Linked DNA regions of Larimichthys crocea: region 2 is linked to region 1. A link is a contact called in public Hi-C data. All regions are on one chromosome and are shown on one strand. Each heading gives the region's core, a stretch centred on a gene start, on an enhancer-like site or on the middle of the called end of the contact. The rest is flanking DNA. Distances are from core to core; before and after follow the strand shown.

Region 1 (4,675 bases), core at 1,456-3,955:
AAAGGGTGTTAGATTATAAAATCGTCCTGCCGATATCTACACGTCAGGCTTTCTGTCAGCCAGTCAGTGACAGAGCTATCTCCACTCTTGAGTTCTTTGACTAATCTGCTGTCACCTAAGATTTTTAAGACTTGTCAGACACAGCTGTAGCTCTCCAGATGTCTCCCTTACAGGAATTAACAGAGACATTAGAGGAGCTCTTATGACAGACCTTCAGCAGCCACATACTTACATCAAGGAGGCAAAGATTTTGTAACTCCCACTCATGAAGTGTCAGGCGCTGCTGCTACTGCCAGTTATGACAATTCAGATTCCTGCTATTTTATTTATACGGCCCGATATCACAACTTTATAATCTGCACCGCCTACGACTACCTGCTCTGCGCCGAGGAAAATGACAGGGCCTCAGCTGCCTCTGGCTCCGCTAATGGAGCTCAGCCAACAGAGCTGCAGCCACCACTTATTCAAATGATGGTGCCGCAGCTGCCATTACACCTGTTGATCCGGATGATGTCAACACCTGATGGAGCCCAGCAGGAGAATCCTTTTCAAGAAGGATCTGCAAAACTCTCCCGCTGAGCGAAACCGGCAGTGATTTCCTCCTTCAGACCTCGAGACGACTAATCTACACTTGCTATACAAATTAGACCAGACACACAGTAACGACTTAGGCTGGGGAGGCACTGTGGTGCAGCGGCTGTAACAGTCACCTCCGGTTTCCTCCGTTCAAAGATATGCAGGTCAGTTCACTGGCAAAATGCACAAAAAAAAAAAAAATAATAATAATAATAATATTCAGTATTCAGGAGAAATGAAGAGAGCTTGTGAAGCTGTATTTAGGCTGGAGGTCTTCTAAAGGACTGCAATGAACACAAGCGATACGGTAACATGCACAATACCCAAAGTAGTGCTGCGGACAGGTTCAGCATCATTATGTTCTTCATAGGAAAATAATTGCTTGATAATATTGCTGGAGTGTCATTATGACCAATAAAAAGAACAGCTATCAGCTGATTTTCAGGTACCCTTCGTCATATTTAGTCAATATTTGGGAGATTTAAGATGAACAAGGTCGTTTGACTTCTTACAGACAATCAGGCCTTGATGAACAGAAAATTATTCTGCTTTTAAAGAAATAATTATTTTAGAATATTCTTTCTGTGGCTGAAAAAAGCAACAAATAATCATATTTATAAAAGGTCAGGACCAAAACCAGTATGAAACTGATTTTTTTCTGCAAGTGGAAGTGAGCAGGGATAAAAAAAAAAACAACCAGTGAGACAGGCTCCAAAACTCTGAGGCCGAGCCGTACACTCAAAGGTACATTCGCCTTTTCTATGTGTATAAAGTCAGACACAGAACTGACTTAACATTTTGTGTAACGGATACTCTCTCCTGTTCGTACCTTTTCTTTCTCAAATCTAAATGAAGCCGGATGGTATGCAGGGATGGACCAGCTGTAGGGGTAGTCATCCGTGTGGTTAGAGGCAATACCTAAAGGAAGAAAATACAACGCGACCATTGTTACTACTGCACAATTGGATAGACACAAATATGTCAGACATTTCACAAGGAAACAACAAGTTCGTGCAGATCAGGCTCCTCTCAAAAATGCATTATTAACTTGCAGTACATCTGCGGTTCATACCCATGTCAGGAAAACAATATGCTTCACACCTCGAGTTAGATTTTTATTAAAAGTGTATGTCATCAATCCTACCTGGATGAAACACTTTGCCCACAGACATGGTGAAGTATCCCGCAGATTTAAAGTGCTGCGGCATGGTGGTGTAGTTTCCAGAATGGACCCTCCAGTAGGATTTGAAGTCATAGAGCCTGGTCGTGTCTGGTCTGCGGCTTGTCAACATGGATGTACGACTGGGAGCGCACACAGCTTGCTGAGAGAGAGAGGAGGGGAAACAGACATTCAAACATTTATTCATGATCCATCCGTCACAGTCACTTCAAATTTAAACTGCATTCGACGACAGACCTGAGCGTAAGCGTTGAAGAAAACTTGGCTCTTGGACGCCAGCTGGTCAAGGTTTGGTGATTTGGCCACAGAGTCGCCGTAGCAGCCCAGAGATGTGCGCAGATCATCTGCCACGATGAAAAGGACATTTTTCCTCTCTGGAAAAAAAAGCACAAAGACAGAGTTATTACAGTTTTTAAATAAAACTATGAAGCATAACAAGCTCTGACATAGTTCCCTATGGAAAGTTTGAGCCAGAATTATCTTTATGAACTAAAACTGACTAAGACAATGAGTGGTTATCAGACACCACAGATAAAAGCTGAACAGAAACTATCAGGTTTCACTTCCTCTGACATCAAACTGAACACAACAAACAATAAATGTAACAAGTAAATTAAATTAAACTAAGCAAACAGGCTGATAGGCGCCAATTAACCGCTCATTTAACCTAGTTACTGAGATTTACCGCTCAGACAGGCTGACAGTGAACAGGACAGCTCGTCTGTTTCAGTGGAAACTTGATATAAAAAGACTTTTTCACGTGTTTCGTTACAAACTTCACCTTTTCTCCTCGCTGCAGCAGCCAGTGTGTGAAGTGCGAGCAGGAGCAGGCATGTTCTCACACAGGTGTTCATGTTGGTTCACCTTCAGGTTAAAGTTTAACGTTAATGTCGCATCCTCGTGCACACGCCTGACGTCAACACAAACAAACAAACAAAAACAAATCAGCGTGCCGTCCTCTGCTTTAAATAACTTCCTGATTAACGCGTCACCCGGGTGGGATGTTCTCATTGGTCCATTCGCTAGTCGCCCCGCCCCCGAAACGGTGAAGATGAGGTGTCAATCATTTTTTATTAATCACTTAAATGGTAAAAACTACAAAACAGGTTCAACTACGGAGGCTCAAATGTGACATTTATCATCCTGTTCGAAAAGCTGCTTGGTGATATGGCTTGTGGCTTAATTTGTACAACAAGTCAAAAGAATTTTAGATTATTAGTGCACAGATTTTTATAAATCGCTATAAATCAGTTACATTAACTGTGTGGCTTTTATTTTGAAAGATTTTTAACGGAAGCCGTTTGATTCATCTTGTCTGGCTTTACACAGCTGATGGTGAATAAAGTGAGGAGGTCTCACTCCGCACCAAGTTGAGTTTTGTTAAAATAAATCCCAGTTTATTAAAGTATTAGAAAGTATTAGTCTACTTTAACGCAAACTAAACAATAATAAACTCTGGGAGGTTTAAAGTAAACGGTAAATTATGAGAGACACTCATGTTTCTTCATTTACTCTGTATACATTCCGGTACATATTTCATTTTTGATAGACCTCACTGTTAATACTGTAAATTGCCGCCGTATTTATACTATTTATATCTTCCAGACTTTCTTGGATGTCTTTTAGCTTGTATATATTTTTATTTTATATTTTTCACATCTTTTACTATATTTTATATTTCATGTTTATTTTGCTGTTTGCACCAGGATGAGAGGGAAACGCAATTTAAATTCTCTGTATGTCCTGTACATATGGCAGAAATTAAATTAATTGTAAATTGTAGTTCTCACATTTCGGTTCGGCAGAGTGAGTGATCGCTTCAAATATAGGCGATCTTTGTCCGGAATAGTCAAACAGCAACAAGAAACATGGCGGACCCGGCGGTTAAACGTGACGGTGTTGAAGCTGACGAGTTACCTCAGAGAGCCGAGAAGAAAGCGAGAGTGGACGGTGAAAACGGAGGAGGAGGAGGAGGAGAAGGAGAAGGAGGAGAAGGAGGAGAAGCTGAGTCTGAAAATGTTCTGTGCGGGTTTAAAACCTCCAACGTCCTCAACGATTCAGCCCGGGAGAAAACGATGTTCATCCGCGGGAAGGTAAAGACGTAACGTCAGGTAACTTTACTGAACTGAGAGCAGGTGACCAGCTGACTGTGGTTCACAGGTGTGAAGTGAGTTATTGTTAAAGGTAAATGTTTTTATTGTTAGATTTATTTAAAGTAATGAGAGCATTGACTTCCGGTTTCATATTTCAAAATAAAAGTCTGTAACGCTTCTTGATAGAGAAAAAAAGTATAAGAACAAACCTGTTAGAGCTTCTCGAGGAGCCTTTTCTCTGTAAACCCTTTTTGTGTGTTGCACTGTTAAAAGCTCCTTCTTGTACAAGAATAATAAATCCAACTTAAACTTTGATACTTTGAATCCAGTCCTTCTTATTCAAGGAGTTTTCTTTAAGATAGATAGATAGATAGATAGATAGATAGATAGATAGATAGATAGATACTTTATTGATCCTCAAGGAAATTCAAGCATCTAGTAGCAGCATGCAGACATACACATACATTAGAATTAACCTATAACACAGTATCCATACGTTTAAAATTGACCTACGATAGATCTAAATGTAGATATGTGCAGAGAAATTAAATATTTTGTAGCTAAATCAAACATTTGCGGAGAAATTAAACATGTGCGTAGAATTTAAAATATGTACAGAGGAATTTAAAAATGTGCAAAGGAGTTAAATTTTAAACATTTGCATAGAAAATAAATATATATATCTGTGTTAAGAAGTTAACCCGTGCTAAACATCTACACAAAAACTATATAAAAACATAGAAAGTGACCGTAGAAGTAAAAATGTGTAATAAAAACACAGAAAGAAGTAGAAGTGGGGATAAAGGACTGTGTAAACGGATGAATG
Region 2 (5,216 bases), core at 2,171-4,670, 170 kb before region 1:
CACTGTTACTTCATGTAGCAGAGAAATAGGGGGGGAGACAGAGAGAGAGAGAGAGAGAGAGGGAGAGAGAGGCTGGGTACATATTGAAAATTCATGACACGCACTTCTCAACTTCTGCAAGATACACAGCAAGTATAATGAGCTCAAATCTGAGAAGCTCCTGACTATTTTATCAGTTTGTGTTTCTTTTGGGCTCTGTGTCTGTGAGTGAAACTCTAACTCTCTGTGTCATCATTTAAATAGAAATTACTGGCACAGCCGTGGCTTTTAACAATACGCTGCCCATAAAGACACATAACGAAGAAGAAGATGGGAGGGGGGAAAAAAATCTCTAAATAAACAGTCACTCTGGTCGCAGTAAAGTCTGTGTAATGAGCTGGAAGTGAGTGTCTGTAAGTTTGCCCTTAATTACATTTTATCTTAACGTCTCTCTATCTTTTTTTTTGTCATCTAACTCTCATCAGCTCTTCTTTATTTCTATATATCTAGATCCTTTCCTCTCCCTCTCTCTCTCTCTCTCTCTCTCTAGTCATTCTCTGTCTCTCAGTGTCTGACCTAGTTTTGGACAGCCTTTCCTTACACACACACACACACACACACAAAAACCACTGATCCCGCAGGTGCTTAAAATCCTTGAAAATTGGTTGAATTTCGATGTGGTGTTTTTTAAGGTCTGGAGTTGTCTGGAATTTTGATTTGTGAGGTTGAAATGGCTGGAATTGATCAAGGTCATGAAGCCACTTTCAGACAATATCGCTTATGGCTGGCAGTGTTTTATTCCCATCATGCACTGTGGTTAACTCTTCTCTTCTCTTCTCTTCTCTTCTCTTCTCTTCTCTTCTCTTCTCTTCTCTTCTCTTCTCTTCTCTTCATCCGAGGCTGCTGTTTGTACTTGTGGTGGTGTGATGCAGAGCAATGCTGGCATGTTGCCCCAGACCAGACCAAAATACCCATGCACACACACACCACACAAAGCAAAAGACACACACACACTTGCATACAGCCTGCAGTGTATCTTCAAACATTACTTCCGATACATTTGGACTTCTCGTTGTTCTCCCATCACAAGTAAAAAAACATGCAGGCTTTCGGCGTGGGAGGACTTCTTAAAGGAGGGGGACAGTGATGTCACAAAGGAACCACAGTTACAGCTACAGCACATGCTGAGTGAGAAGTTTCAACCATCTGGTCAATCATTATTCATAGCGAGGCGTAAACAGTAAAACGTGCTGCTGGGCATGTGTTGCAGCAAGTGTATGATGGAGAGTGAGGATGGTGGGCTGCTAAACTGTTATTAACACGCCTCGACGGTGGCTCTTCTCAGACAAAGGTGAAGTGGTTGGATAGAGATGCAAAAGCCAGGTGGTGAGTGCAGTTCGTAAGATGTTCAAAGAGCACCTGGACCTGAAGAAATGTGCAGTATCAAATATTAACATTTGTCAGTGGTAGCTTGCTGCTTTGAGGCCTCTCTGCAGGAGGATCATTTCACCGAGGCTGCACAAGTTCACTTTGTTTAATCATCAGTCATGAACTAGACTAAGGAAAATGTAGATCTCACTCACTCGCTGTTCAGGAGACTGAAGTTTGGACGATACAGAGGAGCAGTTGTTTGGACGTCCAATCCTATATTTAGGCCAGGTGCAGGAAAATTCAGTGACGGGAAAAGCAGAGAGAAACCGCACGGAAGGGTTATAGCTCCTGAACTTTATTGGACTGAACAGGAAGAGGCTTGACAGCGGCCAACTGGAGCTGAACTGCTTCACGCTCAGAGTGAAAAAAAGAGATTTGCAGTGTCATTCTTTTGTAATCCAGAAGAGGAATGAGCAGGAAAAAAACATCTCGGCTGATGTCACGGTTTAAACAGATAAGTAGATTCAGGTGCACGTAATTAAAACAAATTAAATACAGCAAAGAGAGCAGATTAGGAGGAAAAGATATGTGACGGTACAGAAGACTTGAGGATACACAAAAAACCTGCATTTGTCACAGAAGAGCATCAGCTTCAACCAGTTTATAGACTGCAGGCTTTACTGGTTAAACAAAAATATGGACATTATGCTGATGTCATGGTGAACCAATCAACCGAAGAAAGGAAACATTTAAATGAAGACACGCAAGATACATGATCAAAAGCTGGACATGCCTTACTTGCTGTAGTTATTTTGTTTGGATTTTTTACCATGCATGCAGTCTACTTTCAATAAAAAATGACTTTTGGTTTGTTTACAACCATTATGACTTCGTTTGTTGCCATGTTTCATTTCGTGATGTTGTTGTGTCTGGAGATCTCAGCCAATGAGGGCACAACCAACCGCTAACCAAAAACCAAAGCGACTAAACTGTCGTTTCCTTCTAAGATTTATTGTACAAATACCTTCGTATGATGACACTGGACAACATTCAATGAACCCGCAGGAAAAATGCAGATGGAAATGTAACAATTGCACGTGATAGCGCAATACTGAACAACATTTCAACAAATTTAAACAGCATTTAGAGACCGGCGGGGGAAAAAAACAAGTCATTTAAGACTTTCATGTTTGCCTGATGGAGACCAGGCCGACCAGAAATAAAGCTCTGGAGCCGTCGTGCAGTGTTTGGTTACTCTCTGCTGATTTCTTTATGTCGGATGAGATTGTTTCTGTATATTAAAAAATAAGAAAGGCATGTTTGCGATTCAAACTGATTTAACAGTTTAACAGATTTCCCTCGACAAACAACAGAAATGATTCTGACTCCACGTTAGGCACGGCTCCCCACAAAGAGACGCCAAGGTCACGTCCTCGTTGTCGCTTTCTGTGAATTTCTCTAAACTTACATGAAAATTACACATAGTGCACTGACCTTTAAAACTAGAGTCAAATATAATAAAGCTTTTAGTATTTTTCCACCATTATTAAATCCAGACAGGGAGGAGAGGACCTTGAAACATTTAGACTGTCAGTGAGAGAGATCAAATTTATAGAAAGGACGACTGAACGTGAATAAAATGAGGATTTCTATATATATTAATAGACTTTTTTTTTTGTGGCACCCAATCCACATTTTCTACAAGTCAAGTGTCCCTGCAGCATATATTAGGAAACTCCAGTGAACGGGCGCTCTTCCACACAAAGACATCAGAGTCTGAAGAGATGCATAGAGGGGGCAGAAGTGTGACTCATAATGTAAAGGACGATCTCCAATAGAGACTGACATGTCAGGAGTGTGTACTTCACTGACTGAACCATGTGATTCATCTCAGTCACAAGTGCACTTTAAGAAAAAAAAGAAAAAAGAAGACATTTAAATCAATTTCCTGTTGCCAAGTCACAGTTTCACATTAAGACACATTTTGTGCATGTGTGTGTGTGCATGTGCATGTGTGTGTGTGGGTTTATTTTTTTAAAGATCTGTGCTGTATAAATAGCTCTACTTGTTATGAAGGAAAATGTTTGCAGTGAGTATCTCAGTGTGACTTGTCTTCCACAGCCTTCTTCAGTGTGTGTGTGTTTGTATACACTGTATAAGTGTGTGCTCTCTCTCTCTCTCTCTCTCCTCCCTCCCTCCCTCCACGTCTGCCTGCCTGCCTGTCAGCTTGCCTCGACCACGTAGCAGCTTCCTGGCAGCAGCAGCCGCTTGTGTCTACTCTCCCTCCTCTCTGACACACTCTCTCTCTCTCTCAGTATCAGTAGCCCATGTAGAACCACGTAGCACCAGCTTTGGATTTTAACCACCACCACCACCACCACCAGCAGCAGCAGCGGCGGCAGCAGCGGCGGCAGCAGCAGACCGAAGCGGTCATGGATCTCTTTGAATTCGACTTTTTCAGAGACTGGGAGCTTGAACAACCATGGTAAGTCCTGCTCACACTGCTTTATTATCACTGTGCTGCTTTTGTATTAATGTGTGGAGGTTTTAAAGGTGGATGAAGGGACATGGCAACCTTATTATTATTATTATTATTATTATTATTATTATTATTATGATTACTGGAGGTGCAGAGACAGTCAAAGTGAGTCGGGGTGAAATCGTGCATCGTCTCTTTGTCACCGTATCGCTGTTGCTTGAGACGTAGCCTGCACACACACACACACACACACATGCACATGCACACACACACACACGCAGCGCAACGCCGGCTTTTTACTGTCTCATTGTGATATTTAAAGGAATGTTTGATTTGTATGTGAGAGCGCACCGGGGTTGTGTGTGACAGAGCGGTGACACGGGCAGCAGCAGCAGCAGCAGTGTGCTGGCTGTGCGTGCACACAGTGTGCATGGATGGTGTGGTCCTCGCAGCAGAAGTTTGACAGCTTGATATCGGATGTGATCCTCTTGTTGGTAAACAGAGCGCAGGTGAGCCGGTCACTGGTCGGTCTGTTGTTGTGTGTTGGACGCACGCAGTCACGTGCACACAATGAAGTTGGCTTGTTGTGATGATTTTTTTTTTGGGGGGGGATAGCACTCCTTCAGTTTCTCCTGTCCATGGCCTAAAAATGATGTTTTCCCATTAAAGGTCCAGTGTGTACAATTTACAGACTACATGCAGTAAGTGAATATAAGTACTATGTGTGTATAATCAAGACTTGTTATGTTTTATTCCCTTTAGAATGAACCTTATATCTACAGACGCCACCGGTTCATGGCGGAGTCCGCCATGTGGAACCGCCATGTTTCTACAGTAGCCCAACTTAAGCTCTAGATAGGCCGCGATGTTGTTTTGGTCCATCGTCCATGCGACTTCAAACCTACCGGGAGCATTTCAGAAGTGTTCTGACTGCCAGACTTTGTTAAATTGCTCAGTGTTTTTCCTTTGTCTATGTGCTTATCTGTAAACATGCTACATAATCTGGTCAATTTTCAAAATAAAACAACCAAAAGGGTAACAAATGACCCTTTTGGCTGTTTTATTTTGAAAATCAACCGGATTCTCTATGCTGTTCCTGTGTCTGGAACCCTACCAGGCCTCAAAACATCGACTAGAACTAACTGCACATGGAGTACAGCTCTGGCGGCCGTGTCGCATCCCTGCTTGGTGGAATTTGCGGGTATAGACCGGCTCTAGAAAGACATTGTTTTGCATGTTTGGTTCGCCTACTTCAGCTAGGATGGAGTGGGTGAGGCTACTAGATGCTACTGAATCTGACACAGCGGTCCTTTAAACGATGAATAATCACTGTGCTGTGGAGTTAGTGTTGATCAGATAATCGGTTGCTTGAGCTGATCAGCTGCAT

Evidence for each region. A called contact is a pair of places that touch in the nucleus more often than the background predicts.
Region 2: a Hi-C map of muscle shows a contact between it and region 1, with 3 times the contacts expected there. The contact joins the promoter of aff2 here to the promoter of ids in region 1. A contact is called at or near these places in 4 of 7 Hi-C or Micro-C datasets (all in muscle).

The regions. Positions count from the first base shown.
Region 1 is chrI:42,847,041-42,851,715 of L_crocea_2.0, reverse strand. It overlaps ids (iduronate 2-sulfatase), which reads right to left and starts at 2,705. Exons shown (of 13, transcript XM_019255930.2): 1 at 2,538-2,705; 2 at 1,994-2,130; 3 at 1,721-1,898; 4 at 1,406-1,494. The coding sequence starts at 2,610. dcps (decapping enzyme, scavenger) reads left to right here and starts at 3,589. Exons shown (of 6, transcript XM_010747461.3): 1 at 3,589-3,849. The coding sequence starts at 3,625.
Region 2 is chrI:43,012,219-43,017,434 of L_crocea_2.0, reverse strand. aff2 (AF4/FMR2 family, member 2) reads left to right here and starts at 3,420. Exons shown (of 26, transcript XM_027280910.1): 1 at 3,420-3,835. The coding sequence starts at 3,833.